Regions from separate parts of the Salmo salar genome. Here region 2 is linked to region 1. Evidence: chromatin contacts called from public Hi-C data. All regions are on one chromosome and are shown on one strand. Each heading gives the region's core, a stretch centred on a gene start, on an enhancer-like site or on the middle of the called end of the contact. The rest is flanking DNA. Distances are from core to core; before and after follow the strand shown.

Region 1 (4,371 bases), core at 137-2,636:
CACCTCCAATTGCACTACCGCTGCGTTGCTAGCGCTTTCGTGGACATTCATACTGTCATCAGTGTTCCATGTAGTAACCAGCTTCTCACTGTTCTTCATCAGAGACACGACAGAGTTGGGACGGCCGGAGTTGTTGCTGTACATGGAGTAGCGGAAGCAGTACATCCCTCTGACCATGGCTGTGAAGATGCCTATGAAGGAAGATAAATAACACTACCTGATTGACAACGCACACACACACACACACACACACACACACACACACACACACACACACACACACACACACACACACACACACACACACACACACACACACACACACACACACACACACACACACACACACACACACACACACACACACACACACAGTACCTGTAGCAGGATTGTAGCTACTGCCGGAGTTGGAGAAGACTCTTTTGTACTGTAAAGGGGTATTGGTGGTGAAGGGTCCAATATTCCCACCGCCAGAGTCTCTGAGAGCAACAGAGAATGCCACTTTTGCCTGGGCTGGGGAACGAATGAAGGAATGAATTAATGAACGAACAGTCAAGTAGATATCAAGAAGGACATCGATAGATAGATGCCACTTTGAGGAAGAGTGGAACCTTGCTCTTACCAGGTGATAAGCTCTTCAAGGCTTTCAGTTCTTCCTCTTGAGCTGTTATAACAGAAAATATTTCGTAATAAAACCTCAACATTACAGTGTAGTAAAGACTCAACAAATTTTTATTATTATTATCATTTTTTTTAAATTGAACCTTTATTTAACTATGCAAGTCAAATAAGAACAAATTATTATTTATAATGACAGCCTACACCGGACAAACCCGGACAACGCTGGGCCAATTGTGCACCGCCCTATGGGAATCGTATTCAAAATAGTAATCAATAAGACAAAGTTAAAATCAATGAAATAAGAATAAGTGTATGAAGCTGTATATCACTTCACAGAATGCTTTGCTTGTTAAATCTCTGTGCTACTTACCTGTATTCACTTTCTTCAGCTCCTCCACCTGACTCTCACTGCCCTGTAGCTTGGTCTCCACAGCTCCCAGTTTCTGTCCCATGGCCCCAAAACTTTCCTTCAGGGCAGCCTGCGTCTGGTCCATGGTTCCTAATCTCTCTTTCATGGCTGCAAGTTCCCTGAACAGGGCACAGGTGTCGGGCAGACAGACAGCTAGACTAGCCCCAGTCCCCTGGTACCCCTCACTGTCCCGATTATCACCCAGTCCCCTGGACAGGCAGCAGCACAGAGACAGCAGTAGCAAGGCTAGAACTTCCTTCATTCTTATTATATATTCTGCAAAAGACTAGAATGTTCTGCGTAGTCTTAAAGAACTGACTGTTCTGCGTAGCTCGAGTGCTCCTCTTTATGCTGTCCCACACCCAGGGTTATAAAGGGGGCTGGCGACAGAGAGGACTACGTCACTCAAAGTTATGTTGTGATAACATTGTATGTGTGTGCAGGGTTGAGAAACTCTCGTCTACTTTAATGTAATTAAGTGTAATTCCTGAACATATGAGGCAGGAACAAAAACTCCCCAATTTCCAAGCACACTTCTTGTGTTTATATATTGCCAACCTGTCAGGTTTGTGTCTGTGGAGGGTTGTGAAATTCCGGAAACTTTAAAACCCTTTTCATGGAATATTTTCACATTTATTGTAGAACATTAGAAATCTATGTTTTAGATTGTTTATATGTGCGATCATGGTATCCACAAGATACTAGTAATGTTATTGGACCAAATTATTCCGGCACACAACATTTAAGCTGTGCATGCTTCATTTGTCTGGAAAAAGGTATACTCACCTGAAATGTCAACAAACAAGTGTTATAGCTGTAGTTTGGTTTGTGTGTGCGATGTGTGAGGTGCAGAGTATACATAACGTGTGTACAGAGGTATACACAAGTTATGTGCATGTGCTGTGTGTGTGTGTTTACTTCACTACTTTGATGGTGGGTATTTGTGCGGAAGAGGGGTGTGTCCTGTTGGTGCGGGAGGGGCTCTGAATTGGCTGTGCTGATTAGCCAAACCTACCCACCACCACTTGACTGACAGCCAGCTGATTCAGAGAGAGCAAAGTCGATTCACAGATACACTCCAGTTTATGCGTTCCTCATTTGCTGTCTGCAAGTAATGTAACACTACAGCCAAAACATACAATACGTTATGATACAGTAATGTAAGACTTGTCATGAGCACATATGACCTCCTTATGTCATAGTATGATTTCATAGTAGTCCTAAATGATCATCAGCTATTTTAAACTGCACCATATGGGGAATAACAGTACGCTGCTTGAGTTCTAAATGGTAGGCTTTTTGTGTGTATGAAAATAGAACGTTTTATAATCGGCTATGTGAAATTTCGAAAATTGAGTAGTCTTCAAATGCCAGGATGTCATTCCAACTTTTCATCAAGTAGAATTCGCTGCACTCCTTCGAGGAAGAGAATCGTCTTTTCACACTCACGTGTTTGACAACAATAAACACATTGCGGGGAACAAGTGGGATGGTTGCATTAGATGACACCTTCTCAGTATGAATGAGAAGTATGTTGATATTTGTTACTTAATGCATACATTTTTACTAAACAGTACGTTCTAAATAGTATGTAGTACTATTAGTACACGATATGTCATTTTAGTAAGTAGTGGCAAGACAGATTTCGGACACAGCCACTGACTCTTACCTGTCTGACAGTGGATGTGGTGCCACCTAGTGGGCGAGAGTCGGTAAAGCCAGTGTGTCAGGAGAAGATCTGTGTGCCAGGCGTTGCACACGTGCTGGAAGTGCCTTCCTCTCCTCCTCTCCCTTTCATTCTCCCCCTGCCTCAGAGGTGGTGGACATCACTATATGAGAGATGCAGGGCAGAAAGCAAAGAATTAACAGTGATTAATAACATACCAATAATCACAACCAATGATATGTTTTCTAGGTTGTAGCAAAAAGTCAGTTTTGTCCTCACAGTCTGACGACAGAGTGGGCACATCGGGGTGCATCTCCCACCCTAACGCTCCTCTTCATCCCACGTCTTTAGTAAGTTTCTAGCCAGGTTCTCTCTCGAAAAATAGTGTTTCAACCTAAAGAGATTCTTGTGGTTTAAACAAAGGTGAAATCTGTAGAATAATCAGTAGAGGGCTGCAATCACTGGTGTCTGTGGTGAGTGTCTGTGCTGAGTGTCTGTGGTGGGTGTCTGTGGTGGGTGTCTGTGCCGGGTGTCTGTGCCGGGTGTCTGTGCCGGGTGTCTGTGCCGAGTGTCTGTGCCGAGTGTCTGTGGCGGGTGTCTGTGGCGGGTGTCTGTGGCGAGTGTCTGTGGCGGGTGTCTGTGGCGAGTGTCTGTGCCGGGTGTCTGTGCCGGGTGTCTGTGCCAGGTGTCTGTGGCGGTGTCTGTGGCGGGTGTCTGTGGCGGGTGTCTGTGGCGGGTGTCTGTGGCGGGTGTCTGTGGCGAGTGTCTGTGTCGAGTGTCTGTGGCGAGTGTCTGTGGTGAGTGTCTGTGTGTGACAGAGGAGTCAGAGGAGAGCCCAAGGTTGAGCTCAGAGGAGGAGGCCACAGATATAACCAACCTTTTAATGGACAACGTTAAAAAAAAAAAGAACAAAAAAAATAAGGAAAATCAAAACGTAGTCTGTCATGATAGAGAATAAGATAGTGCTGAGTGGATGATTAATGAGGAGTTAATTAGAAGTAACGAGGAGCTGTCCAGCTAGATGAATCACAACCACACTGACTGTCCCCTCACGCTGCAGGGCTCCGCTGTCTGGGAGAAGAGTGTGTACAGGAGTGTGTGTGTGTGTGTGTGTGTGTGTGTGTGTGTGTGTGTGTGTGTGTGTGTGTGTGTGTGTGTGTGTGTGTGAGAGAGAGAAAGAATATTAGTGTGAGAGAATCTGTGTGTGTGACAATGTGAGTGTATGCGTGTGGGTATGTGTATGACAGCGCAAGTCTGTGTGGGTGAGTATGAGTGTGTGAGAGAGTAAGAGAGTGTGTGTGTGTGTAAGGCCAGTGAGTGGGTGTTGGTGTGGAGTACAGAGGGTTTGTCACTGACAGGGAGCACTGTGACCTTTCCCAACCAGGCCCAGCCCACTCAGCACTTTGCCTCTCCCACTGAATTACACTCCTCACCTGCATGAGTGAGAACAGGTCCCCTAACACACACACACACCACTTAACCAGACCGCCTGTCTACATGGAAGTACACAAACCAATCACCCAGAGAGAGAGGGGGCCAATATGGTTTCACGTCCAACCATAAAGGAGAGTTGCCTAGCGACCATCAGAACAGTGGACGGTGGAATGGAGCATAATGACTAAATGATAAGAACTTGTGTTGTGTGCAACGAATGGCTACTTCCTACTTTTCTCAA
Region 2 (4,675 bases), core at 2,018-4,517, 61 kb before region 1:
AAGGGATGGACGGACTGAGGGAGGGGGCATGAGAGGAGGGAACGAGGAAGGGATTTGATGGGTAACAAAGGAACGGTTTGATTGTTCGTGGTCATCCAGAGCCGTCGTTCGGCACGGTGACAAAGCGCAAACTCCACCATGAGCAAATGTTCTGGCTGCAGACAGAGAGAGGGGGAGAGAGGTTGAGAGGGGGAGAAAGAAAGGGGGAGAGAGAGAGAGGGTGAGAGAGAGGGGGAGTGGAGGAAGAGAATGAGAGGGAGGGTGAGAGAAAGAGAGAGTGAGGAAGGGAGAGAGAGGGAAAGTGAAATGACTGCATCTCAATGAGGGGGCTGACGGAAAACATTCCGTTGAAGATTCTGCAAATGTTTCCCCAAAGCACATGCTTAGCATTTCTGCTGGGAACACCAAATAACGTTTAGAGGCATTTTGTGGCACTTTGCCATTGTTTTTTGAGGTAGCTGTTGAGGTGTTTTCTGTTCATTTGCAAGTCAAGCAATATGTAGGAAGGAACGTGTTGGTTTTGCTGTCACAGAGTGCATGTGGAAGCATCTTCCTCCACGGTTACACAAAGGATCGTAGACCTGTGGCTGTCCAGCACTTAAGGTTTTATTGTCTGACATAAGCATCTGATTGATTGACTGATTAATTAAATCGTCTTACCTTTGTCTCTCTGCAGCTCGTCCTTGGAGACAGCGTCGGAGCAGCCGTCAAAGTATTTCTGCAGCGTGTCCACCTGTCTGCACAGGATGTCTCTGAACGTCTCCATCTCTGCCAGCTTCTCTCTCAGGCTGTGACCCTTTCGGATCCAAACAGAGGAACGGCAAGGTCAGCAAACACTCTGCGTGTGTGTGTGTGTTTGTGTGTTAGGTCAAGTCTCACCTTGAAGGAGGATGTGGAAGTGGCAGAGTAGCCGCTGGTAGCAGACGTGAGAGATAGCATGGAGCCATGTCTCCTCAGACTGGGTTCTGACCCATACCCAGACTCTGCCTAGACACAGGGAGGGAGAGAGAGAGAGACGTTAACGATGTGGATATATACTTATCTGTTATCAACTTAACACATTAGCCAAACATGAAGTGTCCTAAGCGTTTCGTCAGCAGCAGCATGGGGAGGTGACATACAAGTCACCGTATCACGCCACTATATCTACCACCACATGTAACACACCTAAACTCACCCATCACCCAGTCAGACAGACCCATGGTGTATTCAGTCAAACACTTCCGACAGTAAACATCCTGATCCCCCAAGCACCTTCCCCGCTACTTGTCACACTGGGACAGAGTTAAACACTCTCCGTCCCCATTTCTGTTCTCCGTTTGTCCCATCCCTCCCTCTATCCTTTCCTCCCAATCAATCACTTCCTGTGTTTCTGACAAGTCATGAATCAAATGTAACTTCCTCTGTGATTAGGTAACGACACATTTTCCCATGACTATTTCTTCTGTGTGCATGTTATTCACGTGTCTTTTCATATGTCCACGGTTCTACGGGTGTGGTAAACAAGGTTTAGCTAATACATCTTGTTTAAGAAAATGTGTTATAACGCCGCTATACTTCACTTGAAAACAACGTCCAGTCTTCCCTGTGGCTCAGTTGGTAGAGCATGGTGTTTGCAATGCCAGCATGGTGTGTGCAACGCCAGGGTTGCGGGTTCGATTCCCACGGGGGGCCAGTACAATTTTTTTTATTTTTCTTTAAATGCATGAAATGAAATGTATGCATTCACTACTGTAAGTCACTCTGGATAAGAGCGTCTGCTAAATGACTAAAAATGTAAATGTAAAAAATGTAAAATCTTCTACCACCCCTGTGTTTCAGAAGTGTGTGCGCAACAACATCACCCTGACCACACAGAGACTTCTCTCTATGACCCTGACACAGCAACACAGTGGGACCATGGCAACAGTGACCACGGCGACCATGGAACACTGTCACAGAATGGAGTATTGGGTGACATCCTCTAACAGAGGATAGAAGCTCTCTGGTCTCTACAGCTCTGACTTCTTACCTAACCCCGATACTTAAAATAGAGAGAGCGAGCAAGGTGGGAAAAGAGGGAAGATCTGTCTGGAGAGGACATAGTGATTCACCCTGTGTGAATTAGCACTCAGAAAAGAGTACAGACACTGTGTGGGGCCATAACACAGGGTTAAGGGTTCAAGTGGAACCGAGCCCTGTAGCCTAGTTAAGTATTTCCAACGAAGATGAAGACGGCATGTGCTTCCATTCTTCACCACCAGGTGGGAGACTGTTCCCATGGGTGCTGCCTAGCCCTGCATCACCCACCCAGAGCTTACTGTCGGTCAATGACCAGGAGTAACCATTTTCCTGCCTCCACCAGAGCTTTCAATACTACTGTCGCCCTCTCAGCTGTACCCATTTCAACAATGACCGTTCAATACAGCCGCCATCTGCCAAATCGCAGAGCTGCTATTGAATATAATGCAGTTTCTTATCTGGTTGGTTGATAAAGACAATCGCCCACAGGATCAAAGAAGCCAAAGAAGCGGTGTGTTTGATATCAGTCTATACAAACACATTCAACAGAAATTGTATTTTCATTTTTTTAAACTAGACAAGTCAGTTCTTATTTTACAATGACCGCCTACCCCGGCCAAACCCTCCCCTAACCCGGATGACGCTGGGCCAATTGTGCGCCGCCCTATGGGACTCCCGGTTGTGATACAGCCCGGGATCGAACCCGGGTCTGTAGCGTTACAGTGCCTTAGACTGCTGTGCCACTCAAGAACCAAGAAAGATGGGGAAGAGAGAGACGGAGAGAGAGGAGAGAGAGGGAGAAGAGGACAGAGAGGGAGAAAGAGTAAATATGCAATGCCCCGAGTCTGAATATAACTTAAACACACACATTGCTACAGTACTAAAACGTCTGTGTCGATGTGTGTGTGTGAGAGAGAGAGAGATGTGGACTGATTATTTAAAACTAGCTGTCTCTCAAGGAATACTAACAGATAAGAATATTTTACAGGACAGACGTGGAACTTTCCATACAATCACACCCAGACCATGTTGACTCATGAAGCAAAGAGCAATACATAATATTATTTACTATATACATTTTTAAATTTTTTTTTTACATTTTAGCCCTCACCAGATTGTTTTTCCTCTAGCGAGAGTTGACACTTTGCTGTGAGTCTGAAGAGTGATCAGAGGGAGACAGATTGCGAGGGAGAGAGAGGGGGACAGAAGGGCCTCCTCACAGGCCGAGAGTTTCTGACTGGTGACTCACTGTGGGGAGAAGGTGTGGTGTAGTGTGTGTGTGTGTGTGACTCATTCCTTCCTGCTCTGGCTGAGTCAGAGGGTCACCCTGGGGCTGGGAGGAACAAGAGGAAGGGGGAGAGTGTGACAGAGGGGTTTCCCAAAACCCACTGCCAGGAATGACTAGCATGTGTCAGGAGGAGAGGAGAGAGCGAGGAAAGGAGGGAGGGAGAGAAGAAAGCCTTCCGCATGCGTCGGTTCAGCTGGCGCCCATCCTAGGCGAACCCAACGAGTGTTCTCGCATACTCCCTGAAAAGACCTTCGCTTGAAAAAACGAGAAAAAAAGCTGCAAAAGTTTCGTTTTTCCCATCTTGAGATGTTGTAGGCAGTATACACTTCCTCAAAATAGTCTGAATTCATCTAAGATAACCCAAGAAATTTGTCATACATTTTTACGCAATTTTACATGAAGATGTTTGGTGCAGTATTTCTCAAGGGGAAAAATGTGCATGAAAACATTCGTCTCTAATTGAATGACAAACACTTATTGAAGAATCCCTACGGTTGACCAATCACCGACGAAGGGGGCATAGACTTCAGCATGCCTCGAGACAAAATGTGTGCACGAACAGCTGAAAAAAAACCTTAAAGGGATACTTCGGGATTTTGAGAATGATGCCCTTTTTTCCTTCTTCCCCAGAGTCAGACGAACTCGGCGGATACCATTTGTATGTCTCTGCGTGCAGCTTGAAGGAAGTCGCTAGCCGGCACTAGTGCAACGGCTAACTAGCATTAGCGCGCTAGCAGATACCCATTGACTTCCAGTCATTGTGCGGGCTTTGGCTGGCGAAATTTCCTTCATACTGGACTCATTGTCAAAATCCCCAAGTATCCATTTAAGGGTGGCTACTCTGCCTTCAAGAACAAATTCAGCATTATGTTCTGAAGCATTAGTGTCCGACACCACATACAAACACAATGTTCACTATTTAAATATGTTCATTACATGGTCATAGGACAAGGTCTACCATTTGTTCTGCTGTGTTCCGGGCTCTCACAAACACCCTTTCCTTCAAACTATCTGCGACCTCACAACTAGGCTTGGGCAGTATGCCGTATATCAGGGTATTTAGCCACGGGATGGTTTTTCAAAACCGTCCAAACTATTTGATGTTTTTCAATAAAATGTGAATATATGTAGCAATTTTTTTAAACACCTGCAGTCAACTTGCGCAATACGTTAAGAGATAAAAACATATTGCTTTCTTCATTTCACTGGTCACATTATGAAGCGTGCCGTAGTTCCCCAGAACAGTTGAGCCAGTCACGTGTTTGTTTGTAAATAGCACAACGGGAGACTGCGGGAGCTGGTGAGTCCGTAGTGTTCGATCTATCAGCGAGTCTCTGCTGAGCGGCGCACATGAGGTGATGAAGTTACGCTTGTATGCAATTCACT

What was found. Hi-C and Micro-C count contacts between places; a contact is called where the count stands out from the background.
Region 2: a contact with region 1 is called in a Hi-C map of gill, with 6 times the contacts expected there. The contact joins the enhancer-like site here to the promoter of LOC106563105 in region 1. A contact is called at or near these places in 3 of 3 Hi-C or Micro-C datasets (blood, gill and muscle).

What each region holds. Positions count from the first base shown.
Region 1 is chrssa11:73,039,416-73,043,786 of Ssal_v3.1, reverse strand. LOC106563105 (complement C1q-like protein 2) reads right to left here and starts at 1,386. Exons shown (of 4, transcript XM_014128330.2): 1 at 992-1,386; 2 at 623-664; 3 at 379-513; 4 at 1-191. The coding sequence starts at 1,292.
Region 2 is chrssa11:73,101,518-73,106,192 of Ssal_v3.1, reverse strand. LOC106563031 (ceramide transfer protein) reads right to left here. Exons shown (of 15, transcript XM_014128238.2): 4 at 880-987; 5 at 661-796. Among protein-coding and RNA genes, the nearest start is that of atp6v1g1, 16 kb to the left of the region's middle. Within about 2 kb of position 3,267, at least 5 of the 13 cell types and tissues checked have an H3K27ac peak or open chromatin away from gene starts, as enhancers often do.